Regions from separate parts of the Gadus morhua genome. Here region 1 is linked to region 2. A link is a contact called in public Hi-C data. All regions are on one chromosome and are shown on one strand. Each heading gives the region's core, a stretch centred on a gene start, on an enhancer-like site or on the middle of the called end of the contact. The rest is flanking DNA. Distances are from core to core; before and after follow the strand shown.

What was found. Hi-C and Micro-C count contacts between places; a contact is called where the count stands out from the background.
Region 1: a Hi-C map of blood shows a contact between it and region 2, with 4 times the contacts expected there. The contact joins the promoter of brip1 here to the promoter of bcas3 in region 2. A contact is called at or near these places in 3 of 6 Hi-C or Micro-C datasets (blood and gill).

Annotation. Positions count from the first base shown.
Region 1 is chr16:23,752,983-23,756,255 of gadMor3.0, forward strand. It overlaps brip1 (BRCA1 interacting helicase 1), which reads right to left and starts at 1,705. Exons shown (of 20, transcript XM_030381476.1): 1 at 1,480-1,705; 2 at 1,191-1,314; 3 at 881-992; 4 at 406-621; 5 at 89-222; 6 at 1. The coding sequence starts at 1,283. It overlaps ppm1da (protein phosphatase, Mg2+/Mn2+ dependent, 1Da), which reads right to left. Exons shown (of 6, transcript XM_030381707.1): 6 at 2,405-3,273.
Region 2 is chr16:23,443,369-23,446,793 of gadMor3.0, forward strand. bcas3 (BCAS3 microtubule associated cell migration factor) reads left to right here and starts at 1,764. Exons shown (of 24, transcript XM_030381779.1): 1 at 1,764-1,866; 2 at 2,707-2,799. The coding sequence starts at 2,729.

The sequences.
Region 1 (3,273 bases), core at 455-2,954, 310 kb after region 2:
TCTGAAAGAGTGCCACAATGAGTTTAGAAAACCCGTTCCAAATGCCAGGATGATACCTGCATGCTTGTATAAAAAAGAAGCTTAATACCTTCTGATCCGAAGATGGAGTGCGAAGGCGCTTCCTGTCTGGTTGAAAGTCATCGTCTTTCTCAGGGTCCGGGCTGACAGATGTCTGTGGCAGAGGAGCCGAGACAAACGACTCAGTTTTGGGAACGAGCGTATCTGACAAGGATGCAAAATCAGGGTGAAGTTCTGAATATACATTTGTTTTAATGACATATTAAAAGCTGTGAATATAACAATTAAAAAGTGTCAAAAAAGATGTTAGGGACATACTTGTAGGTGTACATTGTTGTAGCACCACTACAGTCATAAATAAGAATATAATTAAGGATAATTATTTACCACTTTGCGGGGGTGATTGATGTTGCACCACCACTTTCTCAGGGGACAGTGTGAGGTCCACCACATTAGGCTTGGGCAGTTTTGGGGCACAGGGAGCCTTAGTGTGACAACTACATTGACAGGGGGTAGCACCCTCTGACTCCTTTGAAACAGCCTGTGTTTTCTCCTCTGAGCAGCATTTGCCCTCCTGGGGGCTTCCTCCTGGTTCAGGTTTGGCTGTCACAACAAGCAAGTTCGCACAATTAACCTTCAGTCACCTTCACTTTAAGTAATTATTAACCTTTCCAAACAAATGCCATTAGTCCATAAAAATCCCATAAAGGTGTATTTAATTCAGCTTTTTTTTTTACGAAATTGTTTTTGATTCAAATGCTGATACAAAGCTCACAATGGATTAATCATACTGCTCGCCACCCTGACAGACAAATTGTGTTTGAAAGGGGATGAGAAGTTACATTTCTTGGGACTCTCCTACCGTATTGAGCCTGCTGCCAGGCAAGAGCTGAGCACAACAGAGCCAAGCTCTTCCCACTTCCTGTAGGACTCTCCAGTAGACAGTGCTGGCTGTGGTTAAGCCCTCGAACAATCTGCAGATTTAGAAGACAATATATTAATATACTGCTCATACCATAGGAATAATACCAATACATCAGCAGTGCATATTAATACACTATTGATAGTATGTTATCAATCCTGTGGCGTATTCGTGGTAGATTGATCACTCCTTGTCACTTTCTTTTATTTCAAGTGGTGACCAAGTGAAACTGAAAGTGACTGAGGCTCACCGAGTTCATCATGGCCAGCTGGGAGGGATAAGCTTTGCAGGGGAACTGAATCTTGACCCCTCCGATGGTGTATTCCACTGGGGGAGCAGCCATGTTTATCTGCGTCCTGTCCAATAGTAGGGAACTACAATACGGTGAAGGGCAAAAACACCAACCAACAAATCAATTTAACAGGTGTGAACGTAATAAACGTAGTGGCCGCCGTTTAATATTATTGCAGTTACTTTAATTGTGACTGTCAACGGTAAACCTTATAAATACCTACACATTACTTTAAAATGTAACCTACCTGAGCTGGGAGTTTGAGGTTAAGTTCGCAAACGTCAACTCCCTAGAAAGGATAAGAGTGCATACGATAGGGTATAACTAAACAGTTGACAACCGAACTACATTGCGCTGCATCCTTCATGTCATTCAGTGTAATTTTCCACCTATCAGACAATGTTTTCATGGTATATCATCATAACGCTGGTGAGTCTTCCCGCCATTCGATACACGGAAGCGTCACAGCGGATATGACGTTGGTAAACACAGTTACGTCCATGCTTCAGCATCCATGCGTTTATTTAATTTTTCTGCAGTCAACGGTTGGCTGGCATTCGCAGAAGGGCGAGAAATAATCAAATGCACGTCATTCTTGTAGTCAACCAGCAGATTCAATTGAATAACAATTTTAGCAACAAAATCGGCCTAGGCAGACAGAATCAGAATGCAGCAGCGCCCCCTGGCGTTCAATCAGCCGCTGACATGCGCAGTGCAGGCCCATTTCATTCATGGTGCACGGTGTTAATATAATTACATAATGATATATTATATAATTTTTATTGTTATTATACATGCTTCATATGCAGCGAGTCTCCGGTCATTCCCAGGGATAACGATGGTAGCCCAATGCTGGAAATATAGCTACATATATTATGAATTGTTAAATTTCTGTTGTTTAACAAGTTACCGGAAAAAATTAAAAATTGTATTTGGGATGCATCTCTTATTATGCACCAAACCACTTATTAAAACAAAGATTCCTAACGGCTACTCTTGGAGAGTAGCTGTATATATTATATATATATATATATATATATATATATATATATATATAGAGATATATATATATATATATATATATATATATAGATATATATATATATATATATATATACACATATATATATGCCAAAACATACAATTATTATACATAGATTGAATCATTTCAATATTTTCTTTACAGATTATTTTATTATATTCACATTTAAATTGTACACATGCACTTATTGGAGTATGGGGTGCATTTGCCACGGTAAGCAGTGGTTTAACCAAATATAACAACTTTTTAGATAAAAAAAAGAATAGTAGACCTTATCTTATAATCATTAAGATATACTACAGCGAGGCAAAATTATCTAGCAGAGACTGTCATAAACACATTAATACCTCAAGTCAAGATTTCAGCTAAATCAAACAATGCTACAAATTTTCTTGATAAAAATTGCACTTTGTTGTATCAAAAATCCACAGCTCTCACTTAACATCATCTTCTGAATTAGGAAAGACAATTGTGTTTGGCATTAATCTCTGCTCTGCCGAAAGCAAATATTAAATGATCAGTTGTGATATTCTATGTCGATCAGATCAATGCATTTTCTGATGACGGTAAGGCCATGATTCTGTACACTTTAAGAAATAAATACTCCACTTATTTAAAAGACAGCATTCTACAGGAACAAATCACTGGTCCCATCCGCTTAAAACTTTGTTTGCTTTTCCTTGCTTATCCCAGGTACAACAACTGAACAGAATAATAAACCGACACATCAATACACAAACAGCTAACATAATGACAAACAAAACTAGAACCCACGCTGTTCGGGTAACTAAGTTGTAAGCAAAAATACAAATGATCAGAACAACAATTGAATTTCACACAATATCAATATATATCCAGGTGCCACAAACGCATGCCTCTTGTGCTTTTTTAGTGAATGTGGAGTTCTGCAGGTTGAAGCGTGGTCAAAGTTCAAATAAATAGCCTCTGGTGGGGTGTATGTAACAGTTAACTTGTCCAACATTTAATTTGGAGCAAAAC
Region 2 (3,425 bases), core at 514-3,013:
GTAGGATGGCCACTGTTAGGTCACTGTGATGGTCACTGTAGTGGTCACTGTGATGGTCACTGTTCATTTTTATGATGGCAGTTTGACAGTCCCTGTGATGGTCACTGTTATAGATGTAGGATGGCATTGTGATGGGCACTGTGACGGTTGTAGGATAGTCACTGAGATGGTAACAGGGGATCAGGGCTGGACTGGACATCTAGCTGACAGAGCACTTTCCCATGCCATCCTTAAACGGCGCACCTTGGAAGAAAAGGAAGCCAAAATGGATAAGACAAAACACAAGGGAGGCATGAAAGAATCGTGGGCCAAAATAAGACAGGCCCTTCAAGCAGCTGCTGCAAAATGTGCCCCACCGACTGCATAGCCCTCTTGAGCACCCCTGGTCCAAAGGACTGGACTACCATTTTTTTTTGTACATTTTGGCTCAGACCAAGGCCTCCTGCCAGGAGGATTCTGTTGTCTGGTTTCTGTTGTTTCTGTGTGTCTGCCGGCACCAAAAGGGCGCTGTAACGCCCTAATGATTTACACTGTATTCATCAAACTAACTTTACAGCACACCTATCTAGACTAGGGAGAGAGATGAGTGGGACTAGAATCATCTCTCGTCCTCCTCATCCTCCTCAGTGTGCATTCCACCACCAGCATCATCATGGTCATGGAACGGTCGTGGGCTAGTCACTGATGGTCATGTGTTGGTTGCCATGGTGGCTGATTGTCATCAATAACAGCCCTATAACAAAGCAAAGAAAGGACAATTGAGTGCAAATAGCAGTTAGACTGCAGCCTATCTCAGGCGCTCCCTCATTCTCATGTAAGAAGCGGTCCCTGCCCTTCAGAGGCCAGCAATGCAGCCTGATTTCCAAATCTCTTAAGCAACACTGAATACACAATTGCAAATAACGATGTTAAGACTGGATCCAGTGCGCACCATGTAACAGTGTAGTCCAGTCCATCAAGTCCACCTGTGATGAGGTCATGACCCGGACTACGGACTAGAAGATAGAAGGAAGACAGACCCGTTGCAAGAGGTACCTTCACCTTTCGCAGAGTCCCTGACCGAGCTCAAATGAATTAAGATCCTTCTCCATCTCTGGAAGAATAGTTTTGTTTTCAGAATTTACTTTAAAGCACTTTTCAGAGGTGTTCGAAAGGTGTTCAGAAGTGCATGATTATGAACTGAACAATGTAACATTTGGATGTTGGTTTTCAGTGACTGAAGATTATGATGTCATAGCGGCATATCTATATATTTATATATATATATGTATAGATAGTTATAAAGATATACTTTTTTATATATATATATGCAGAGGACATCCGGACCTTTCACATATTAATTCACTAGTAGGTCTTCAGGGTAATCTACAGCATTCAAAGACATTTATTATTTCTTAATAAATGTATACTCTTTTGGATTGTCTGTGTGTGCGTGTGCATGTGAGTTTGTTTGTGTTTGAGTGTGTTTGTTTGTGTGTGTCTGCGTGTGCGTGTTTGTCTTTTTTTGTTGTGTTTGTCCTACAGTTTTCAGTTGTCATTTGATAGGTCCCGTATATATTTTTTGTTTGTGTGTGTCTGCGTGTGCGTCTTCCTGTGCGTGTATACGTGTGCGTGTGCGTGTGCGTGTGTGTGTGTATGCATGTTTGTCTTGTTTTGTTGTGTTTGGCCAACAGTTTCAGTCGTCTTTTGATAGGTCTCCTATTATTAAGACCCGCCTACTTGTCTGATTGGGAGTTCTGATTGGCTTTTAACTAAACACAAGACTTCCGCAAACCCTGGCCACTGTGTTTACGTTTTACAACAGAGCTCCCTGGATTTACCAAACTAATACGACAACGAAGGCAACCATTGACAAAGAGCATATTGGTTCGTGATTTATCCATGAAAGACTATATTTCAATTACTTCACGTGTGACCGCTATTTTGATACTTTGCGAGCAATTGGGGTTAACTGAACGTGGCTAGCTGTTCCATCTTGCTAGGTTAATGCAATGATTATCAAACTAAAGTTAATACAGGGAATTGGGTCAGATAACGGAATGGTAATTTGCACTCCATGCTGATTAATATTCACTGTTTGGTGTTGCAGCTGCTCGCATTAGGCACACATAATAAGCGTTAAGTGGCTAATGTAGCAATTTAGCCTTGTTGTCCAGAGGAGCTGTCCAACATCACAATGATAACCCTGATAACGTTCACCGTTTTGGGTTATGACAACTCCACACAAGTCTTCTCATAGCTTAAAGGGTGGTTTGCTAATCGGTTTCTGGTAATAATGAGCAGTACGTTGTCTTGCATTATAGCATCGTTAAATTCACTAGTACGTTGTTTACTTTTTTATGCTTCTTTTACATGGTTGTTCATTTAGAACTTTATGTTGGTATAGGAGCACATGTGTTTTATTGCATGCAATGAATTTGGTGACCCAAAGGAAACCTAAGCACTAGATTATGAATTAAGATAGATATAGTCTAACCCCGAGCTTACTATACTGCAACTTACCCTGAATTTACTATTCTACAACTACCAATAATCACAATGGTATAATAATGATAACAATAAGGTTATGCCTTCAGTCAGAACTTCTCTTTGAAAACCTGCTTAAAAGTCTTCATAGCAGGTTCATCTTAAACTGCTATTTGGTTTCCCCTCTTATCACATAAAATGCTTAGATTTAAATATGTAATCGTTTTGTCCTTAATTTAGGATAAACAAAATACAAGCCAGCATGGCATCTGACTCCCCACGCAGACCAAGTCGCTGCGCTGGAGGAGTTGTGGTGCGAGCTCAAGCTGCCACGTAAGTAGAGTTTTCTTCTTTTATATTTTCCATCGATACCCCTGTGTTGAAGCAGCTGTTTAGATAGGATGTATGCCTTCATGTTCTATCATGTCAGTTCTATCTGCCACAGTTTCTCTACTCAATATATGTTATCCCCTTTAGTTCAATAGTTTATTTTGTTTGTTTACAGCCTAAAGTGCATTTGTGTGATTTAAGGTTTGCTCACTTTAACTGTTTGTGTTAGTATCAAATGTGTCTCACTTGAGATCAGTGTTAGTACACTTACATTGCATATCTGTAGGAACTGAATCTAAATTATTTATGTGGATAAGTACTTCCCAGATACATTCCTTGCGGTTTGATGGACACACATTTTTCGTGCCTACCTCACCGGTTCACTAATAACATGGGGGTATCCTTTACAATGTAAAGTCAGCCAAACATTTTGAATGGGTCACTGGTCAAAGTCATATTATTCACACACACACACACACACACACACACACACACACACACACACACACACACACACACACACACACACACACACACACACACACACACACACACCGAGGGTCTTGCATTCACATTTACATTTAGGGCATTTAGCAAACGCTGTTATTCAAAACGACTTCCAAAGTGAA